Linked DNA regions of Mus musculus: regions 1 and 2 are each linked to region 3. The links are chromatin contacts, called in public Hi-C and HiChIP or PLAC-seq maps. All regions are on one chromosome and are shown on one strand. Each heading gives the region's core, a stretch centred on a gene start, on an enhancer-like site or on the middle of the called end of the contact. The rest is flanking DNA. Distances are from core to core; before and after follow the strand shown.

The links. A called contact is a pair of places that touch in the nucleus more often than the background predicts. HiChIP or PLAC-seq counts read pairs in DNA pulled down with a chosen protein or histone mark.
Region 1: a contact with region 3 is called in an H3K27ac HiChIP or PLAC-seq map of acute myeloid leukemia, with 4 times the contacts expected there. The contact joins two enhancer-like sites. A contact is called at or near these places in 1 of 115 datasets of contacts at active chromatin or transcription factors (acute myeloid leukemia) and 1 of 9 other capture datasets (adipose tissue).
Region 2: a contact with region 3 is called in a Hi-C map of B cells, with 4 times the contacts expected there. The contact joins two enhancer-like sites.

What each region holds. Positions count from the first base shown.
Region 1 is chr1:55,821,277-55,824,585 of GRCm38.p6, forward strand. No RefSeq gene overlaps it. Among named protein-coding and RNA genes, the nearest start is that of Gm32949, 66 kb to the right of the region's middle. Within about 2 kb of position 1,490, at least 9 of the 459 cell types and tissues checked have an H3K27ac peak or open chromatin away from gene starts, as enhancers often do. A contact at or near this core is called in acute myeloid leukemia, where this site is marked.
Region 2 is chr1:54,583,922-54,587,576 of GRCm38.p6, forward strand. No RefSeq gene overlaps it. Among named protein-coding and RNA genes, the nearest start is that of Pgap1, 28 kb to the left of the region's middle. Within about 2 kb of position 1,315, at least 146 of the 459 cell types and tissues checked have an H3K27ac peak or open chromatin away from gene starts, as enhancers often do. A contact at or near this core is called in B cells, where this site is marked.
Region 3 is chr1:55,208,871-55,212,658 of GRCm38.p6, forward strand. It overlaps Rftn2 (raftlin family member 2), which reads right to left. Exons shown (of 9, transcript NM_028713.1): 3 at 2,280-2,391. Gm51743 (a long non-coding RNA gene) reads left to right here. Exons shown (of 3, transcript XR_003948664.1): 3 at 1,962-2,286. Among named protein-coding and RNA genes, the nearest start is that of Gm51743, 8.8 kb to the left of the region's middle. Within about 2 kb of position 1,546, at least 119 of the 459 cell types and tissues checked have an H3K27ac peak or open chromatin away from gene starts, as enhancers often do. A contact at or near this core is called in B cells and acute myeloid leukemia, where this site is marked.

The sequences.
Region 1 (3,309 bases), core at 240-2,739, 610 kb after region 3:
CCTCCCACCCTTTCTGCTTACATCACTGATGGAGATCAGGATCAGCACCTTCCTTCTTCTCTGCTACTTTTATGGATGTGAAAATGATTACTCAACTTCTTTGTTAGGCAAGACTTTCTTTTAACTTTGCCTCATAAATTTTATTTTTCAAGTCCCTTAATTATCTTTCTGGTGCTTCTCTGGATTGCTTGCAAGTTAACATAATACTGTAATTTAGTGATTCTGATTTTTTTTTTATGGCACTCAGATCCGTTTCCAAATCGTTTTTAGATTAATGGGTAAATTACTCATTTGTACACAGCTTTCATCTTAAAATACCATTAACTCACCTCCTAAATCTTTGTGGTTTTGCTGACAGAGAGGGAAAAAGGTCACTCTCAACACTTTCTGAGAAGCCTTGGCTTTCAGCACAGAAAGCTGGGCTTTTGAGCTTTTTGGAAAGTAAGGTCAGAGCAGACAATCCGTAAATATATACTAAGGAAGTGAGGAAATCATAAAGATATTTGTTATCTTCTTAGTTTACTTTTTTTTTTTTGAGACAGCACCCCAAACTTTTTGTGTACACCTGGCTGGCCTTGAACTCACAGAGATTTACCTGTCTCTAACTTCCGGATGCTCAGATCAAAGCTATATATCGCCACACTAATTCTTTATTTTATTCTGAAAAGATAAATTATATAGTCTTATAATCATGCCATTTTGAAGTCTCAGCATTTAACAATTTACTGGATTCATTGTTATTCTTAAATTTACTTTCATGTGATTATAATTTACTTTAAATATAATTGCATCATCTATTTTAAGTATTTTTTCTGTATGTATTCTTATCTTTAATTACTCTCCCCCTTCCTAACAGAAAGTAATGCATTCATCCTCCTGGACATATTTTCACAATTAAATATAAATTTAATGACTTGTAACTGTTGCAAAAATTATTCTGTAGTCTCCTATGATTCTTGATTTTGTAACTAAAGAGATCTTCATAGAAGTTTATTTCAGTAACATTTGTGCATTTGACTCCTTTATTTTCATTGATATGGGATGGAATGGGATTAATACTATTTAATAATATTAAATCAGCACATGTTCCATGTATGGATGTAGCATTCTCAGATTCTGTATCAGGCCATATCCTCAGAAGGAAGGCTCTGCTGTTCTGATATCAGAACCAACGTATGGAGGGTATGATATAACCTTGCTCATAAATTGAAAAATCAGTGAATTACACAAACATCAACATTAAAAAGGAACTAAAAAGTTAAAACAGGGAGTAATCAAGTAGTAAATTAAACACAAAGGAATACTAAAAAATTAAGTCCAAAATCTGTTCTAATCTGAACCCTAGGACAAACCTCACCACTCCATCCAATGTTTGCAACAGTCCCACAGTTTCCATCCCCTAAAGGGTAAGGCTGGGAGACTCTGGGGTCAGTGCAGGACCTCAACAAAATAGACAAAATTCTGACCAAATTTGTGAACAAATAACTTAACGAGCTCAGCTCTGTGGTTCAGGAACAGGAAGTTTGGGCGAGAGAAGCCTCTGAGAATCCTAAAAGATATTGCCTAACTTTCTGTAAATAAGCTTGAAATGGATAATGTCATAATAAATATAACTTACTAAGTAGATATAAAAAGCGTAAGTAGACCGATTAAGAGAGAAATAATAGAAAAATCAGAATTCTCTACTATGAGTCCCAGTAGAGATCTAGAATTATTAAAACTTCATGGATAAATTAATTTTGATTAGTTTCTTAAAGCATAGTTTAAAATACTTTAGCAGTTCTCTATGTTTATTTAAGAATCAGGCAAAATTTGCTTCTCAGAATGAAATTCCAGCAACATCTCTATCTTAGCCTGTTTGACCCACTATAGCAAAACATCTCGGGACATGTGTTTTATAGGGAGGCACATGGATTCCTCTATGCTAGAGGACAGGAGTTCCAAGATGAAGGTATTTGGTATATGGAAAGGGTCAATTCTTCATAGAAGGTACCTTCTTGCTTTGACCCCACGTGGGGCGGATGGGCAAGCAGGCAACTTCAAGCTGCTTTTGCCAGGGTCCCAACTCCCTCCACGAGGGCTCTGTCCTTGGAACATCAGCATCTCCCAGAGGACTCATCTGTCAAGATCCTGCCCTGCAGGGTGGGTTTCAGCACATGAGTGCTATGCTTGTGCTCTTGTTCCAAACACAGCATCCACATGGCCACCAGTGAAAAACACATGTGAGGTCGAGACAGGGCTGTCTACCTCTATAGTACGCAGAAGGCGGTAGGTAACTAATTTAGATGAAACAAATTAGAGGTACATCAGTTGCATAAGGAAGAAAAAACTTCCTGCAGATAATTCAGTTATGACCTTGACAGCCTTGATTGATAACCGAAAAACCAAGCCCTTCCTGAGGGCCTTTTCAGAACCTGGACTTTCCTAGAAGCAAAATCATTAAAAACAAAAAAACAAAAAACCCAAGTACTTCTGTTCATAAATGTGTATTCTAAGCATGCAACATCTAGCTTTTCTAGTTTCCAGATTTCTAGAAAAAGTTTGTGCAGTAGTTCTCAGAAACATGTTGGTGGGAAAAATATTTGTCCAGTATGTGTGTGTCTAAGATCAGATAAATTGAATGTAAGACACTTAAATAATTTATTTTCTTTCTTTCTTTCTTTCTTCCTTCCTTCCTTCCTTCCTTCCTTGCTTGCTTCCTTCCTTCCTTCCTCTCTCTCTTTCTTTCTTTCTTCTTTCTTTCTTTCTTTCCTTGTTTCTTTCTCTCCTTCTTCCTTCTTTGCACTTTTGTACTCTTGCATAAAACATTGCTGTTATAAAGTACAATGTCAATCAGATTGTGTTTCTCTCACAGTCAATTAGTATGTTTTCCTGGGTCCCGAAGCATGTCTTTTTTTTAAAAAAAATCTTAGTATTTTCATTAGGTAACATTTTCTTATTTAATTGGTTTACCTTCTTTCAGGCAGACAGAGATACCCTTAAAATATAGAACTCCCATGTGTGTGTCTTTAAGTCTGTGTGTGTATGGTGTATACAATTACACTTCTTTCTGTGTGTCTAGCAACACTTTCAAATGTAGACCCTTGGTCTGCTTGTGGCATGTTCTTCATGGTTCTTAATTCTGACTGCACACAACAGGTTCTTGAAGCTGTCAACGACCCAGGTCTACACAAGGCTCTTTTACTCATAGTTTCTAGGTGTACCGTTCTGGTCTTGGTATTTTTAAAAAGCTCCTTGGTCATTTTCCTGGGGTATCAATTTTGACATAGTTGTACCAGGGAGTTAGTTCCTTGAAAAAATTGATTTTCA
Region 2 (3,655 bases), core at 65-2,564, 630 kb before region 3:
TCTCCCTCTCTCCCTCTCTCCCTCTCTCCCCCTTCTCTTCTCCCCTCCATGTGGTCATGGCTGGCCTCTACCTCTCTTCTCTTCTCTTCTCTTCTCTTCTCTTCTCTTCTCTTCTCTTCTCTTCTCTTCTCTTCTCTTCTCTTCTTCTCTTCTCTTCTCTTCTCTTCTCTTCTCTTCCCCCCCCCCTCTCTCTCTCCCTTTTTCTGCCTCTACTATCCTCTTAACTTCCCTCCCCATGCCCTTAATAAACTCTATTCTATACTATACCATCATGTGGCTGGTCCCTCAGGGGTAAGGAATGCCTCAGCATGGGCCCACTGAGACATCCCCTTTCCCCACACCTCACCACACCTAGCTAGAACATATCCTTATATCTCTTTCTTTCTTTCTCTCTCTTTCTTTCTTTCTTTCTTCCTTCCTTCCTTCCTTCCTTCCTTTCTTTCTTTCTTTCTTTCTTTCTTTCTTTCTTTCTTTCTTTCTTTCTTTCTTTCTTTCTTTTATAATCACAACAATTTTGAACTCAACACACCAAAGGCCCAAAGCAGCTGTCTTGAGCATTTCAGTTTGGTGGCTGTTTGTACAGCTAGCTGTGTGACTGGTTTTTCTTTCTGCTACTGAAAGGCCTGCTTCAGAACTTAGAGCTGCCATTGTGCATCTGAAAGCTTCGTGGCTCAATCCCTGCCTGCTGCCAAAGTTCTGTTTGAAAGCCTCCTAGAAGTAAAATTCTTAGAGATTCATATTGTGGCACATTGCAAAAGGCAACACTTAAAGAAGGTGTGCACCCAGGTCACTGGCTCTGCTCTTAAGATCCTGAATTCAATGAGTCACACACACACACACACACACACACACACACACACACACACAACAAGCTCCAACAGCTCCCTTCTGGAGGCTCTGTATGACTAATAACCATTTGTCCCTAGAGGAGAGGAGCTAGCCTGATTTTTCAATCTGTTATTTCTTTTTCTGCATCTTGTGGGTGGATCACATGATAGAGACTTTAGGCAAGCAGGTATGTACAGGTAGGTGGCCGTATCTGCTAGCTCTGTTCCAGGAGTTCCAACAGCTGTGCTTATTCTGATGACTAGCTAGAAGAACAGGGGTGGATCCCTCCCTCCTTTCTTGTTCACAAAATCAGTGCTGAGATGAATCCCTTTAAACAGTGAAGAGAACAGCAGGTGTTGTATCCTGAAGAGGTAACAAGTTGTCTCAGCTGAGGAAAGAAAAGCTAAGAGGAGCAGACCTCAACAGTTAGAGACACCGTGTCTGAAAGGAAGAAAAGAAAGAAGTTAAGCCTAAAGAACAAAGCAAAAATAAGTGCAGAGCCACAGGACCTGGGGGGCTGGCCTAGTGCTGATAGGGAAGTGGGCTAGACACACCTCAAAGGCTCCCTGCACCAGCCTGTTACTCTTCCTCACCAATATCTCCTTTTCTAATCTAAGTTCCCCAAGTTGACCACAGTTGGGAGGTCTAAAAGTATTACAAAAGTATTTTACATTACAACAGCCCAAGGACAGAAGGAAGAAGTGGCCCAAGTGAGCAGGCTGTGTTTTTCCACGTGAATTTATTCTGAGTGGGGTGAACGCCCAGGAGAGGCAGGCACCTGAACGTTCACATCGACGCACGCACACACAGGAAGGAAATTCTGACCCGTTCTACATGCTTGATCCCTAATGAGATGCAAAGTGGAAAAAACCCAGAAAGGACAAACACTTCCTGTTGAGGTACACAGGGTGGTTGTATTTATGAGACAAAAAAGCATTGTGTCCAAGCAACGAAGAGCTGTAAAATTAACATATGAAAGAAGCCAGTTGCTAAGAAAGACTGGAGGCCCTTCCCCACCTGGGCGCTGCTGCTGCTGCATGTTGTTGTTGTTGTTCTCCTCATCCTCCTTTTTTTTCTTTTCTCTTCCTTTTTATTGATTCCCTGGGAACCCACACATCTTGTACTCTAATCCCATTCATTTCCTTATCCCTTTGTATCTGCCCTCCACTCTTGCAACCTCACCCCACCAATCAATAAGCAGGGGAGAGAGAGAGAGAGAGAGAGAGAGAGAGAGAGAGAGAGAGAGAGAGAGAGAGAGAGAGAGAGAGAGAGAATGAATCATGGAAGCTGTAGTGTATCACATCTTTACTGGCAAATGTTCATTGCAGTGAGTCGCTGGGCTTCTTGCAGAAAGAAGCAGAACAAGCAGTAGAAAAATCCCAGTGAGACACAGACCTAGGAGAGGTGGCTACTATAAAGCTTCCTGAGCCTCCTGTGTGGATGCCTTTCTTCCACCTCACTACCCTCTCCCATTCTAGAGAGTCTTTCTCTATAAACCATTCCTATTTCTGTTTTCCTTAATAAACGTTATATAAAAAAACATTCCTTTCAACCTTTAAAACGTCAGCAGGGGACTCAGCTGCATTTCTATAGCAGTAGATTGTGATTCTGGGGGGCACTGGGGGGGAGGGAAAAGAGTTATTGCTTAACGGGTTCAGAGTTTCAGTTCTAGTTTCAGTTCTAGTGAGGAGAGATATACAGATGGAAGGCTGGGACCGTTGCACAACTGGGTATATATTAAATATCACTGACCTGTACACTAAAAACATGATAAAAGTGATGGAATTTTTGGTATAAATATTTTACCACAAGATTTTAAGCATGAGTGACGGCCTTGGGAAGATCATTTCTTTTTTTGTTTGTTTGTTTGTTTTTTGTTTTTCGAGACAGGGTTTCTCTGTATAGCCCTGGCTGCCCTGGAACTCACTCTGTAGACCAGGCTGACCTCGAACTCAGAAATCCGCCTGCCTCTGACTCCCAAGTGCTGGGATTAAAGGCGTGCGCCACCACGCCCAGCGGGAAGATAATTTCTTATACTGGCTACACACACATGCATTATATGTGATCCCTCTAGGCACTTTCACTGAGAAATCCAATGATTCTTGATTGTAGGAAAGAAAAGTATATTAAGAAGGTATGTTTTAATTTTTAGGAATTGCTTTTAATGGCAGTATCTTCCTTTTCATGCTGCCAAGAAGTTAATCTTTTTTTTTTTAAACAAAAATGACATTTTCCTGAGAAGTAATTAATCCCACTATGAGAATGAGCAGGAAAGAAAAGACATTGGGACAATGTGTCATGCAGAGCACAGTATGCTCGGGGGGGGGGGGGGAAGGACAAGGGACAAAAACAGAAGTTGTGTAAAACTGGAGGCATAAAAAACTGGTTACAATAACTGTCTGCTGCAGAAATTCTTGAGTCTTCAGCAGCAAGGACTCCAAACTCAACAGTCATCTGCCAACAGATGAGCTCAAGAGAAGCAGAGCAAGGCTAAGAGGGGACTGGGCATAGGCCACGACCAACCCTGACCTGGGAGACTGGGTGTAGGCCACGGCCATCCCTGACCTGGGGGTGCGATAGCTGGAGGAGAGCTGCACTACGGCCAGATGCTCTCTTATATGTGATCCCTGGCCCACGGGCTGCATGTGGCCAAGTGTGGCCCAACACAAAATTATAAACTTACCTAAAACATCATGAGAGTTTGGGGTGGGGTTTTGTGTATGTGTAACTTGATGGTACAGTTCTCCAGCATGAACTTTGTAGATGACAATGTTCTGTGACAAGGTCAAGGCGGTTAAGCATGCCTGCTAGAGTATACTATTAACAG
Region 3 (3,788 bases), core at 296-2,795:
ATGATGGCCTATCTCACATGCATGCTTCCTGAAGCTTTTCTCTTAGAGAAGAACCCCACTACTCTAGGGGCTGCAACAGCAGGCTTTCCTGTTTCAGTAGGTCTTCAACGGTGTCCAGGAAGTTAGATTCAAAACAAGCACCCTGGTGGTTCTCTATCAAGACTCACTTAGTAGCTACATTTTTGTTTTCAAAAGAAACTGTCTGGAGTGGATTTATTCCCAGAAAGGAAAAATAACAAATAAAAACCAGAATAGTAGCAGAGAGCAGCTTGTGCACTCTGTAAAGCCTGGGTTTTTCCTTCCCCCTCAGCTGAATGGTAACCTGTACCTAAACTGGAAGAGACCTGGTTAACAGCTGTTAGTGTGAGTCGCAGTCCACAGGTGATCCTCCACAAGTGAGGTCACCGCCTGAAGGCAGCAACAGAAACACTCCACCTTTCCTTTTTCTCTTTGTAACTCAGGCTGCTCTGGAAGCCAGGGTCCCCCTGCCCTCAGCATCCTAAGTGCTCAAAGGTCGGAAGATGTGAGTCTGCATGCCTCACTCCAGTCTCACAATCTTTACCTGAAAAAAAGCGGAGTGGGTCCTTGACACCATATATTTAAATTAAATAAAGGCCACCTGGGTGTGCTGCTCTGATTTAATTCCAGCACTCAGAGGCACTGCTAGGCTGATCCCTGTGAGTTCAAGGCCAGTTTGGTCTAAAAAAAAAAAAAATCAACCTGTGCATCTCCTTTGGCACACCTCTATCTCTAAAAATATTTATATGAGTCATAGCAGTAGCAAAATTACAGTTTTGAAGTAGCAATGAAATAATTTTCTGGTTGGGGGCATCATAACATGAGGGACTGTATTAAGGAACTGCAGCATTAGGAGGGGTGAGAACCACAACAGCTAAGGCTACATAGTGAAACTGTTTTAAAAAACAAAACAAACGAAAACCCCACAAAACCAAAGACAATGACGACGATAACAACAACAACAACAACAAGAAAAGGACTTATAAGAATGTCAATGTGACTAAAAACTTTCAACAAAAAATTCTATCAATTTAGAATATTTATGGACATATAGATCTTCCCTGGTTTGGTCAATCTACATTTAGTGTTCAGTTTTTTAATTTATGCAGCTTTCAAAGTATACATTATTGTAATTTTCCCTCCATCTCTTTTCAAGTTATTTTTTCTTAAAAAAATAAAATAATTTTTTTGCTAACACCTCCATTCACAACTGAATGTGTCTACTTTTTTGGTTTTTTTTCATATTTTAAAAAAAGAAAATCTTTTTATTTCATCTGAAACTTTTGGAATTTACTTTCCACAGACCTGCTCCCCTAAGCAGTGACTAAAATACACGTATGCTTGCCATACCCTATTGCTACATTTGCGGTTAAACTTCTGTGCAGCCGAACTTCCTTTTGCTCCCTCTGGTCTGCTCTCCTGGCGCTTGGTTATGATCCTGTCTATTCTTGGTTGTCACTTTGACAGGATCTGGAACCGATTAACAGCCAAGTTGATGGCGCACCTGTGAAGCCTTTTCCTGCTCAGATTAACCCAAGTGAGAAGACCCACCCTAAAGGTGGGCGGTGCTTCTGGTGGCAGCCCCGCTAAAGGAAGCGGGAGGCACAAAGCTTTTTTTTTTTTTTGGCCTTCTGCCCTCTTGCCCTCCTGTGCTGCTTCAGTCCACCATGCTGGCAGCAAATTGCTGCTGCTAGTTTTGTCTGACATTAAAGCCCAGTTTCTTCAGCCTTCAAAAAGGGACTGAAGACTAGTGGTTTTCCAGAATCTTCCAGGCCTTCAGCATCCAGCTGAGACTGGTTAGGCATCCGGTCTTTGGAAGGAGCTGCTTCAGGGTATAAGGCAGCCCCAGTGTGAAGGGGGCCACTGCTCTCCTCCTTAGACTGCTACATAAACCAACCGGACAAGCCCTTCAGTGCACTCACTCTCATGCTCTTCCTCCATAGGGTCCTGGCTAATGCAGTTTAGTAATGGCTCACAGGCTCAACATTTTGAATTCCGTGGAATATGGCACCATTGGTTTCTTAATCTTCTGGATCCTCCTCTGTAGCCCAGACTGCCTGGAGCTCATGATGTAGCCCAGGCTGGCTTTGAACTCGTGTTGTAGCTGAGGATAGCCTTGCACTCATCGCCCCTCCCCTTGCACAGCCCCAGGATTACAGGCCTGTGCTACCATGCCTGGCTTCCCGGTGGTTTTCAGGTAAGAAAGGAAACTGTTTCTTAGCTGCCCCAGGAAGGCACTCTCAGTTCCTTCGACGCAGTACCTTGTCCATGAGTTCCTTTGCAGCGTCGTTTGCTTGTGCCTCACAAGTTAGTGGACACTCCTCCATCACAAGCCTTGCGCGCCTTTGTCCGCCTGCTGCAGAATGCTTGGGGCTGCAAGGAGAACAGGCATGGTCAGAGGCAAGCTGCTGCTTTCCAGCTATGTCCATAGGAAAGCCTTGAGCGGCTCAAAAGCAAGGTCAAGGCCATCACTTTGTTCCTTCATTCCTGATGCTTATCTCAGAGTGCTGCAGACACACAGAGATTTCTGTTACCTTGTATTTCCTTAATTTAAGCTTCCAGGGATTTGAATTCCTAATTTAAGGAGACTGCTGTTGGGCAGGAGCACAAGTAAGCACAGGAGCACGACAATCCTATTTAAATGCAGAGCAACACGTCTGTCTCTCCCTCTTTGTCTTTACTGAGCTCTAACTTTTGCCAGGTTGTAGCCACTGCTGAGCCTATCTAACACCAAAAGCAGGAAGGGCATTTATACACAGTTGATGGAATTTGTAATCAAGACATAGCATTACTACAGCATAAAAATGTCAAAAGTGTAAAAATGAAAGTGCTTAATAATGTTTGGAATGGAAACATTTATATTCTAGTAAAGGCTGAAGTCCATACACACTCTTGTGTGCCTGTGCATGTGTGTGTGGATTCTGTGTGTGGATTGTGTGTGTGAATGAGTATGTATGTGTGTGTGAGTGTGTGTGTATGCATAGGTAGTTACTGCTTCTAATAAACCAGACTGAAGGGGCTGGGGACATGGCTCAGTGGTAGAGTACCTGCCTAGAATGTGCGAGATCTTGGATTTGATCTTTAGCAGTGAACAACAAAACCTCCAAAACTTCTGCTCGCTCCCCCCTTCCCCGCCAAACCACCGGCCCTAGAACAGGCTTTTTCTGTGTAGCCTTGGCTGTTGTGGTACTTGCTCTGTAGACCAGGCTGGTCTTGACACTCAGAGAGCTTGCCTCCCTCTGCCTCCTGAGTGCTGGGACTAAAGGCATACACCAACATCACCCAGCTTTTTTTTTTTTTTTTTTAATACTTAGATAACTTAAGTGTCTCAGACAGGTCTCAAACCTAATATGTAGTAGAGAATGACTTTATTTTTTGACCCTCCTGAATGCTAGGATGACAGGCGTGTGAGCCTATATCTGGTTTCTGTGGTACCAGAAAATGAGCCCAATGCTTCCCACATGCTAGGCAAGCACTCGATTGACTGATGCACCCCTAGTCCACCATCTGAAAATGTAAAGGCCTGCTCTCTCTTCTCCCCTCCTTTTCCCATTTTCCTGTTCTCTCACCCTTTCCCCTCTTATGATTTTCTTTAGCCTTTACGTAGTAAGATTGCTGTTCACCCACCACTGTGAAGAGGAAACACAATTTTGAGATAAAAATTGTATCACTTTATTGTGTGTCTGTATGAGTGTGTGTGTGTGTATGTGTGTGTGTGTGAGTGTGTGTGTAGGGTCTGAGGACAGCTCTGTGGGGCTGGCTCCTTCCAC